3 separate regions of the Zea mays genome follow, and all the other regions are linked to region 1. The links are chromatin contacts, called in public Hi-C maps. All regions are on one chromosome and are shown on one strand. The core of a region is the stretch at or near the end of the contact, and the rest is flanking DNA. Distances in the headings are between cores, read along the strand shown.

Region 1 (3,753 bases), core at 1-2,500:
CTCTTGAGCAGCCTGGAATGCATGGTCAGGCGCGTGGGGCAGGCATTGCGGCCGCTGCAGGGACCACGCGAGCTCCACCCAGGCACTGCAGCCTCACACCCGCTCCGCGCCTGCGTGCAAGAGGAAACAGACGGGAACAGCTCAGAGAGTCAGAGGCGCCAGAGAAAAGGGCGATGGGGAGCAGAGGAAACTTGCAATCACCATAAAGCAACACAAACAGCTCTAGCGCCTTTTTGTTTTGCCTGGCGATCACGCGATTCGAATCGAGAAACTGAAAAGAGGATTCGTAGGACAGAGCGAGGGGTGCTTACACGGCAGCGGGTGAGGGAACGGAGGAGAAGGAGATGGGGAAGAGAGAGGACGGGCGGGAGGGGGAGGGAAACAGCGGTCGTCCGCTGTTGGAGGAACGCGTAGTCGTAGACTCGTAGTAGACAGAGACTAAACCAACAACGCTAGGCGCGAGGCGACACGACGAAGCCAAAAACACACACACACTCTTTTTTTTTTTTAAGCGACAGACGTGAATGGAATTCTTCCCCCGCCACCTGTAGGAGTAGGACGATTCCACGCCAGGATTAGAGAAGCAGGCTTTAAAAACTGGATAATACACCACCATCACATATGGCAATAGAATATGGCCCGCACCGCATTGACATTGTTCCGCCGCCCCCATTGCTGCCAATCGCGGCCGGACATCGCAGCGACGCCAAAATGCTGTGCTTCAGAAGGGGGAAAAGAAATTTGTGCAAAGGGGAAGAGGACAGTTAAACCAGGTTAACGATCCCAAACAGGTTGCAGCTACTTTTATGAAAAATAAAAAAAAATCGAAGAGCTTGTTAAGGGAAGAGGCAACAAATCGGAGCTGGGTTTCCGCGACGAGCTGATAGGAAATGCGATCGACCGACGCCGATGGCCTTGCAGACTCGCGGAGGCGCTGCAGAGATGGGTTCTTACCCGTGGTTCGGGGCGCCGCGGCCTGGCGGCCGGCGGCTGGATGCGTGGATCCCTTAGTCGCTCGGAGCTCCTCGCCAGCTTGCGATCCGTCGTGGCGGGGACGGTGGCCGGCTACCGGCGGCGACCCGAGGCGGAGAACGGCAGGCGCGCGCGCCTCGCGAGTCTCGACTCGCGATTCGCGGCTGGTTCAGGACTTTCGTTTGCGTCGGATTGTACCCGGAATCATTCCGGCTAATCAAAGTTTATATAAATTAGAGAAGCAATCCGGCCGGGAATTATTCCGACTCACCAATCCGACCCAAACAAACAAGGCCTCAAGAGACGTGCGGTGGGGCCTGCGCCGGCCAGGTGGGGACGCGCAAACGAGAGGAGTTTCTAGTGTGCGTTTTCGTGCTTAGAGCAACTTCACCCGAAAGAACTTCTTAAATTGATGATTTAGAGAAATAGTAGTAAATCTGCTTTCCAACAGCTCCTGAAATAAACTTAATAAATCTACTAGGTGTATATCCGTGCTTTGCTACGGAGTCAACATATAATAATAAGATATATTGGGATACAGAAACACTATTTATCGTTTCTATGCTCTCGTTATTAAAATATTAGTGCATAACGATTACTTGGAGATAAGAAACACATAATTTATTATTCACCTCAATATCTCACATTATTTGACGAGAATAGATAAGTCATAACCATATACATTGAAATCTGATCATTCACCATGTTTGCAGAAGCATGTGAATTAGGCTACATCAGCAAACCTAATTTATACTGACAACAGTCTATATGTATAAACAACATAGTCATCTCAGGTTAATTCATCGTCCTAGCTACCTAGAAAAAATATTCAGCAACCTAGAGTCTTTGCGCCAATCAATTGAACAGGCATCTAAGCAAAAAGCTCTCGAGTCTAGAAAACTTGCTCAACAAAGTGTGCCTCAGACAATCATGAACGGGATAAAAGGTGATAGAATGGATGTTGACCCAATGTCAGTTGAAGCATTTGATGATCAACCATCTGTTCCAAAACGCTTGAAGACGCATCATCCATCACCTAGTGGCCTAGAGAATGATATGTCTGTAGTCTCCAATTATCATGTAAACTCAGGCTTTGCATTGCAGGAAACACAGCCTGAGCAGCTTGACCACAATAACAAGACATCATATCTGAAACGAGAGGTTGATGCAAAGGCTGACATGCGAGCTCCTCAAAAGCCCATAAAAATTAGTTATGGTATTGATGGAAATCTGTCTGCATCAAGGTGTAATGTGATTCCTGGTGTTCCCAGTGAGATTAATTCTCATATCAAGCAAGAAAACTTGTCGGTTGACAAAGAGACAAGTGAAACCGCCCTTGAGGTTAAGAATGAAACAAATGGTCCAACTGATGCGACTGTGTCTAAATCAGGAAAACCAAATGTGAATGTTGGCAACATCAAATTTGTGCTTTATTTAATGGAAGAAGGAACGATGGAGGACAAGCTGAATATTCTTGCCCCAATTGCTATGTTGAGGAGGTCAAATGTGGGCTACGCAAACCTTTACCACAGAGTGCTGTTATTGGGGCAAAATATTTGCCGAGAACTGTTCTTAGTGATCATATAGAAGATTGGCTATTTAAACGACTTAAGCAGAGGCCCGTGCAGCTGCTGCTGGCAAAAATATTGATGAGATTCCTTGAGCGGAAGAACATCAACTTGACGACAGGGAGAGGCACCCAAGTAATAATAGAGACACACATATGCTCCATCCGGTTGATATTTTTGGGGTGCCCAAAGATACCAAAGATAGAGATGACATATTGGAAAGTGAGTTCTTTGACACCAGACAGGCATTCCTTAGTCTTTGCCAAGGAAATCATTATCAGTATGACACACTTCGATGCGCCAAGCATTCATCAATGATGGTGTTGTACCACCTACACAATCCAACTGCACCAGCATTTGTCACTACGTGCAATGTCTGCAGTCATGATATTGAATCTGGTCAAGGCTGGCGGTGCGAGATTTGTCCAGATTTTGATGTGTGCAACTCTTGTTTCCAAAAAGGAGTGGTTACTCATCCTCACAAGTTAACGAACCATCCATCAACTGCTGTCCGTGATGCTCAAAACGCAGAAGCTCGGCAAATGCTTCTCCAGCAGCTAAGAAAGATGCTTGATCTTCTGGTACATGCGTCGACATGTACCTGTTCCAATGAACGCACCACCGGCCGCCATTGTAAACGGCAAGGAATCCCCTGCAATGGGCAGCTCGGAGTTCTACCACTTCCACCACGCCGAAGACCTTTTCGACCACTGCTTCAGCACCAACTCACTCGTCGAGGACTTCTCCGCCAGCCTAGACGCTGCCTTCCATAGCCCCGCGAAGAAGCCGCCGCGGTGGCGCAAGGCGTGGAGCCTCTAGGGCCTGATCCACCGTCGCGCCGCGGGGCACAGGGACGGCGCGTCCGACGCCGCCGACCGCGCGTTCTCGAAGCCATGGCCGGACCTGCGTGTCCGCGGGTACAACGACAGGATGCAGCGGTGCAACAACAACGCCAGCGCGCGGAGCTCATTCAGCAGCAACAGCGGCGGTCTGGGCAGCTCCAGGCGCAGCTACCTGGACGCCCACGGGAAGCGGAGGCGCGAGGAGTGCGCGACACTGGAGCGGAACCGTAGCGCGTGGCGTCCTCTGCAACCTCCTTCTCCTGACGTAGCCACGCCACCGTCGCCTCCAGCTCCTCGGCGAGGGAGAAATCTCTGAGGGGTGGAGCGGGCACGGACCTCCGGACTGCGCGGGGGCAGGGACGCACGCGGGG
Region 2 (3,769 bases), core at 414-2,913, 340 kb before region 1:
CCGGACACTGTCCGGTGCGCCAGCCACGTCACCCAACCGTTAGGGTTCGACCGTTGGAGCTCTGACAAGTGGGGCCACCGTACAGTCCGGTGGTGCACCGGACAGTTACTGTTCACTGTCCGGTGCGCCTTCTGGCGCTGCTCCGACTTCTGCGCGCGCAGGCGCGCACTGTTCACGTTCACTGTAGCCTTTTGCAGACGACCGTTGGCGCAGATAGTCGTTGCTCCGCTGGCTCACCGGACAGTTCGGTGTAACACCGGATAGTCCGATGAATTATAGCGGAGTGGCTTCCCCAAATTCTCGAAGCTGAGCAGTTCAAAGCCGTTCCTCCCTGGTGCACCAGACACTGTCCGGTGGCACACCTGACAGTCCGGTGCGCGAGACCAGGGCAGCCTTCGGTTGTCTTTTGCTCTTTTTATTTGAACCCTTTCTTGGACTTTATATTGGTTTATGTTGAACCTTTGGCACCTGTAGAACTCATAATCTAGAGCAAACTAGTTAGTCCAATAATTTGTGTTGGGCAATTCAACCACCAAAATTCATATAGGAAAAGGTTTGACCCTATGTCCCTTTCAAAACTCACACCTAAACACGCACCCTATAAGGTTTTTACCCACGGGCACGCGGGTAAAATGTGCCCGTTGCCATCCCTACCCTCTACTAAACTTCAAAGAAGAGCCTATTTTATAGAAAAATATAACGAGAATTACATTGTAATAGAATACATGTATTCTGAATTACAAAAAAACTAGATAACGCTTGTGACACTTTATAACAAATTTATCCATAGTTTTTTTACGAAATTATATTGTAATAGAATACATAAATAAATATATGTATTAATTGTTATAGATACATCTCAGAAGAGCAGCGGTCAAGCTGCTAGTTGGGTTCAGCTTAGATGGTGTAATGCTTGGCTGCTCAGTAATATATATTATTTAGGTCTATTACTGAGCTAAAATTATTTAGCACCTCCCCTAAGAATTTTGGACCCTGTGCAATCGCACTTGCATAAAGCCCAACCCTGCGTAGTGTCTCAAGTTTCTAGCTTAACCTTCCAATTAGACTCTGTTTCAAACCCCTCAAACTAATAATTAGCAGTTAAAATTAGCTGATAGATTTAGAACAGGTCGGCTAATAGACCAACTAATTGTTAGTTATATCTAGCTATTAATTGTTAGCTCCTTCAACTTAGCTAACAACTTATTAGCTGACTAACAATTAGCTCTAGAGGTTTGGAATATGAACTTATTAGCATGTGTTTATAAGATATTTAACAAAGTACGAAGACTTTGGCATATTTAGGTTATTTTGACACTATTATTTTGGAACCAAGCTAACACTTTTCTTCCAAAATGGATGCATGCATGTTTATAATATCTCTACTATACTTAAAGCACCAGTTTCAATGGTTGTCCTGCGTCATCTATTTACAAAAAAGTCCCTACATTTCTTCCAAATTAACTCACGTAAAATGTTTAAAAGCGATGTAGGAGGTGGGTTATGTTAAAAAGAGGTGCAGAAGGTGGAGTTTGAACCCACACCTCTCTACTAACTATTAAGGGTACAATGTAGACTGCCCCCACCGATTCCCCTACCCCGCGGATCACGCGCACGCCCGTTCCCCTCCCTACGCGCGCGAATCACGCGCCCGCCGCACAGGCCCGCCGCCATCGCCGATTCCCCTACCCCGCGGATCACGCGCACGCCCCCACCCCCCCAACCGCAATTCCCCTCCCTACGTGCGCGGATCACGCGCCCGTCGCCTTGCCCCTACGAATCCTGCCGCAAAACCCACCTACCGGCGCCACTACAGCACACCCGCCGCCATGCCGCTCCCTACGCCCGCAACGATCGCCTCCCTACGCGCGGGTGACCGGCAGCACCTCGTCTCTCTCGATGTGCCAATGGCGCCGCCTCCATCCTACCCAGTCTCCACCTCTGTCACCGCGTTCGTCAAGGAGGAGGACGCCCCAACCCCTTTGGTGGCCTCCCCGATGGCGCCGCCTCTGTCCTACCCGACCTCGAGTTCATTGAGATCCAGAAGGAGCAGGCGCAAACTTCTCCATGCACGGGAGGTCAAGCGGAGTATGCGCGAACTTCTTTGTGTTGTCGCCCGAGGCTGACTCCAGCATCTCCTTCCTGGCCAGATCCATGGAGGCATCGCAAGCCCAGATCCCGCTGTCGTTAGGAGCTAATGGTTGGTGCTCGTGTGGCACGGCAACGCGACGACGGAGCAAATCGGAGAGCCTCGGTCCGCCCTCCAATATGAGTTCATCTCCTTCCTGCTACTCCATTGCCTCTTTTGGACTCAATTCACTAAAATCTCCTTCTGTAATTACTATTGGCCGGAGTGGTACATTATTTGTGAATTCCTGATAATAAAAATCTCAGACAGAAGTCACAAGCAAGAAACATAAAAGAGTCCCCCACGCATAAAAATATGGAAATGACATGGCATCGAGTCCATGCTCCACTAAGTTTCCATCGGTATATAAAAGCATGAGCATCCATGCTCAGTACACATTCACACCCATATCATGCATATATGGATTATGAGAAAGTACATCGTTTGGTATTGTTTGTATAGGGTGCTCTGTTAAGTTCATGTCAGTAAAAGCGTAGGAGTTGTCTCATTTTGAGCAGAACAATTAATTTGTTATTAGGCACGAGTCTTTGTTTAGGGTTATGTCTCATGAAGTTTGGTACAATTCTAAATGTTGTAAAACACAATAAATCATTTTCTAAATGAGATATGTTTTTATTGCCGATGCGACTGTGATGCATGTTGTTCATTGATTTGGTAATGGTTAGAGCTTGCAGTCAGTTCTAGGTAGGAGTTGGGAAGGCTCAATACACCAATTGTACCCCAAATTCATTTCTGATTTTAGTGCTATATATATGTGAGACCAAATGTTTTTTTTCTAATGGGTCCCATAGTTTGTGATAACCTATCTGTGCCACTTATACACAAGACATTGTACAACACTATTGGTCTAGAATTTTATTTCTCACATGATGTTGCATATTTTGCTTTGCAATATAGTCAGACAAATTGTGTTGTCTATGAGGATCCCTTTGCCCTGCACATTTCATCACTGTTTGGCACTTTGGAGTTCCATAGTTCATGTTTAGCAGTGGCAGGATCTAGGCATAAGCTTTTCTAAATATGTTTAAACGCTAGATCTGACACCGATGTTCACTAGCGAATTTAGTTCCTCCTTGTTAAAAAAGTGAAAGTATATTAAATACATCAGCTTTTGTATTGAATATTTCATTATAGTGTGCCACTATGCCATCTACAATAAGTCGTAGATCACTTTCACTTGCATGAGCATTCACTGCAGTCCTCAACTCATTTATTTGCTAATTTTGGTCCTCTAGCCATCTAGCATATTCTATGTCAAAAGTCAACGCTCCTGCAACAAGTTTAAGGCAATTGTCAAAGATAATTAATTCTGTATTCCACTTTTTTTGTTGATTACTGATGCTGCCATTTGCTGTTTGTATTTTTTTTCAGGTACAAGGTTTTCATAAATCCGAGCATTAGTGATGTCCTGTGCACAACAACAATAGAGGCTCTTTCAATGGGGAAATTCATGATCTGCGCAAGACATCCATGAAATGAGTTTTTCATGTCATTTTCCGAACTGTTTGACATACAAGACTTCAGAGGAGTTTGTTGCGAGAGTGAAAGAGGCAATGGATAGAGAACCCCAACAGCTAACCCCTGAGCAAAGATACAACCTTTCATGGGAGGCAGCGACTG
Region 3 (3,784 bases), core at 1,024-3,523, 410 kb before region 1:
AAATGACAAGGCAACTGTCTATGTATCACTACCATATAGTGCAAGTGAAAACCATTGCGCTAGAGCAACAGGGTACGTACATACTTTTCCGCTTAGCTGATGCTGCAGGCACACTGCCTGAATCAATCGATCTTCTTCACGACACTTGTCTTCCTTCCAATCCACAGCTTCACTTCTGATTCCATTCGGCTCCAGCCTATGATTGAATCAAACTTCTGCGACTGCCTGGAGACCGGATGAAGGCAGTTTCACAATCATAATCTTTTGCTTACTGCCACTGGTTACTTGTATGTGAATTCATGAGTGAGCCAACATGGGCTAATATATAATACTACTCCCTCCATTCCAAATCATGACTTTTCTATATACATTGCTTGTTCCAAATTATGACATTTCTATACACATTGCTTTTATAACGTTTGTAGACATAGTGTATATCCAAGTACATAGCAAAAAGCTATGAATCTAGAGAAAGCCGACAACCAAAACGTCTTATAATTTGGAACGAAGGAGCACAGTTCAGAGCACACTGAACCATGATCCCAGGAATGGGAATACTGCCACCAACAGGCGCATCAAGAGTGGCGCCTGCTTGTACCTGGTACTGCCCAGCCCCATCGTTCTCGGCACCCGCCGTCGTCTCATTCTCATTCTTTCCGGAGGAGCTCCTACTCCCTGCTCCGCTCTTCCGCCACCGCCAGCGGCGGTATAATCCGCATCTGCCTCCCCAGTCGCCGAAGGCCGCGATTTCGTGCTGTAATAAGTGTTGCCAGCTGAGAATGAGTTGCTGCTCCTCTTTGCCTCCCGGGCAGCAGCAGTGTTGTTATTGTTGTCCAGAAGCTCATCCCATCCTCCATATCCACCGCTGCTTTTGTTGCCTCCGCCATCTCCACTGCTGCTGCTCTTGGTGCTATCATCAGCTCCAACAGCAGCTGAGGCAGCATCAGCAAAATCGTTAGAGACACTTGACTGGTAGCTCTGCCTCCCTCTCCTCCCCTCATAATAGCTGCTGCTGTATCTGCCTCGACCACCTGTTGCAAAGTCAGTGGCGTCCCTAGGGAAATCTTCCTCCTCCTCCTCCTCCTCTTGGACTGGTCTCCTCCACCTGTCGTCACGGTTGCCTTTTCTCCTTGGCCATACAGCGTCAATTATAAATGATATGGCCGACTGACCGAGCGGGATCGCCATGGCCATTAGAAAGGCCTTTAGCCCTGTTACAGCAAACATGGATGCAAGCATCACCGGTAGCATGAATCCGTACGTCTTGAATACCTACTCACAAGTACAGAAAGCAGCAGGCCATTTGATTAGTCACTACAACAATGAAGCACAATTATTCGTCCATCGATTGATTACAGTACTGATGCATGCTACATTACTGATGGAATGGAAAGCAGCATGAACTGGAGCTGACAAGTCTAGGTTAGTTGATTGTAAGTTAAGATCCCAATCAGAGAATTATAAGCAGAGATTTGGTTTAATTAGATCTACCAGGCAAAAGCATTATACAGTTGCTTGAATTAATACCAGAGAGAGAAAAAAATGGAAGACGATTTGATTTAATTTGAAGCATTTTTAGTTATAACTAAGAATGAGTGGCAAAGGATCTATGGTCCCCATCCACTGTCCAGACAGGTAACATTAGTACCTATGAGTCTATGACTATGAAGGTTCAAGCACGCAGGAAAATAGAAATTATTGATGGCATATTGACAGAGGGTACCAGAAAGGAAGGAAAGGAGCAGAAATTTTACACAATACGTATGTACCAGACCTTGGAGAACCAGGGCTCGTCGAACATCTCCCCAGCCCCTCCAAATCCGGGGAACGCAGCCTCATCCTCGTAATCGTAGTCGTAACCGTAACCGTACTCGTCCTCCTCTAGAGAAGAGGAACCGTAGTCTTCTTGGCTGCCGTCGGGGTCGGACCACCACTTCCGCCTCGTCGCCCTGCTGCTCGTGGTGGCGGCGGTGCTGTCTCTTCCATGGGCGTCGCCGTTGGAGAACCACCAGCCGGAGGAGCGGTGGCGGAGAGAGGAGCAGAGAGGAAGGGGCGGTTTGCCTGGTGGGGCTGGAACTGGAGGCGCAGGGGCAACAGCTACCATCAGTCGGACGCCGAGGCCAACGCCGAGCATTTCTTCATTGCATTGCCTGCCGGCCGCCGCTGCCCGCTGCTCCGAGACAGACAGCTGTACGGGAGGGGAGGGGGGAGGGGACGGAGAAGATAATCTTTCCCTTTCCCCCTTTTTAATTTAGAAAAATGAATTTGGGAGTGGGACCAGAGTTCAGTCTAGCGCGAGCTTATCCTGTCGCTCAATAAATATCGCAACGACTGGGCGGGACGGCAACGGTCTCCTCTCCTCATTCCATTCTGCGCCGTCCTTGTCCGGCTTCAAGAAGAGCCCTCTAGAGTCGAGATGGCCGTCTACGACACCGTCGCCAACAAGTGTGCGCGGGATGAGGAGGAGACCTCCACAAGTCCACAGTCACGTTCCTCCTGGCTCCTCGAGGCATCGGCACCGCCGCCATTCGGAGCCATCCCGCCTCATCCGCGGACGCCGTCGCTCGATGCCGGCAGAGAGGAGCTCAGGAGCCCCCGTGCCTGCGCAAGCATTTCCTCGTGGCGCTGGGCCTGCGCGCCGACCTGCCCGTGCACTTCATCGACGACGAGAAGTGCTTGAAGGCCACCGACCTGGACCCTCACCAGAACCGGCTGCTGATCCCCGAGAGACGGCGTCATTCATCGCCTCCGCCCGCTCTTGACACCCACCGAGCTCCACGACGCCATCCTGTTCCTCCTCCCAGCCACGAAACCGAAACGAAGGTCAGGCGATCAGCCGCAGCAGCAGCAGCCCGAGACGGCGGAACCGCAGAACGACGCCTCCTCCAGCGCCGCCCGGACCAAGAAGATCAACAAATCCAAGGCCCGGGGGAAAGTGCACGGCGGGCTGGGTGTGAAGCTGGTTTTTATCTGAAGGTTTTTATCTCATCTCTTGTAAGATACCAATTATTAAATATGAATAGACATTTAAATATGGATTAAGACCAAGCACTATATGGACGACCCTCCATATTAACCTAGTATAAATAAATACATTTAAAGAAGAGATATTGAATAGCTTTTAGTTTCCTATAAAACCACCAATATGCATCTGATATAGATGTGGTCCAATCTTCTGATAAGTATGATAAACTTCGATTGACGAGAACTCGATGTTCATGATTTAGGCTTTAAACCAAGTCTAATTTGGACCGCCACAATCATTACATCATTGTTATGCCAGTTATCAACCACACAAAACATGATTGATCTCGTCAAGAAGACTTTCCTCCATGCGAATCAAGAACAAAGACAAGAACGGTATGAGCGCAATATGAAATTGCAAGTTTATATGAAGCTTATGAAATTGATAGGAGGTTCAAGTCTTGATCCGAAAGGACTAGTCAACACAAAGTGAATAAGATCAAGAATAAAGGCTTTGGTTCACAACAATCGACCTTGGCAATACTAGTACAACGAACAATGTCTATTCATGAGAAAAATAAGAACATAACAAAACACAAGCCCTAACAAGAGAGACAATGGATAATTGTGAATTCTTGGGTGTGATCACCCCTAGATGCATTCTAATGAGCTCTAAGACGATATACGATTCAATAGACCAAGACACGATGTCGCAACACCCTCACAGTCTCTATATGCCGAGTTGTTTTGATTATTCCTATTGGTCCTGCATGAAATTTAACATTAAACCAAAACCATCTGTTAGATTATAAAATTTGGT

What was found. Hi-C and Micro-C count contacts between places; a contact is called where the count stands out from the background.
Region 2: a Hi-C map of leaf shows a contact between it and region 1, with 5 times the contacts expected there. The contact joins the promoter of LOC100274517 here to the promoter of LOC103651364 in region 1. A contact is called at or near these places in 4 of 25 Hi-C or Micro-C datasets (ear, leaf and tassel).
Region 3: a contact with region 1 is called in a Hi-C map of ear, with 2.6 times the contacts expected there. The contact joins the promoter of LOC100276357 here to the promoter of LOC103651364 in region 1. A contact is called at or near these places in 5 of 25 Hi-C or Micro-C datasets (bundle sheath, ear, leaf and 1 more).

Annotation. Positions count from the first base shown.
Region 1 is chr3:215,147,134-215,150,886 of Zm-B73-REFERENCE-NAM-5.0, forward strand. It overlaps LOC103651364 (protein MALE DISCOVERER 1), which reads right to left and starts at 1,251. Exons shown (of 13, transcript XM_008676981.4): 1 at 955-1,251; 2 at 1-110. LOC103651365 (histone acetyltransferase HAC1-like) reads left to right here and starts at 2,681. Exons shown (of 1, transcript NM_001320145.1): 1 at 2,681-3,567. The coding sequence starts at 2,696. The coding sequence ends at 3,313.
Region 2 is chr3:214,803,446-214,807,214 of Zm-B73-REFERENCE-NAM-5.0, forward strand. LOC100274517 reads left to right here and starts at 1,664. Exons shown (of 3, transcript NM_001148874.1): 1 at 1,664-2,254; 2 at 3,521-3,769. The coding sequence starts at 3,625.
Region 3 is chr3:214,735,443-214,739,226 of Zm-B73-REFERENCE-NAM-5.0, forward strand. LOC100276357 reads right to left here and starts at 2,274. Exons shown (of 2, transcript NM_001175293.1): 1 at 1,775-2,274; 2 at 1-1,272. The coding sequence starts at 2,134. The coding sequence ends at 520.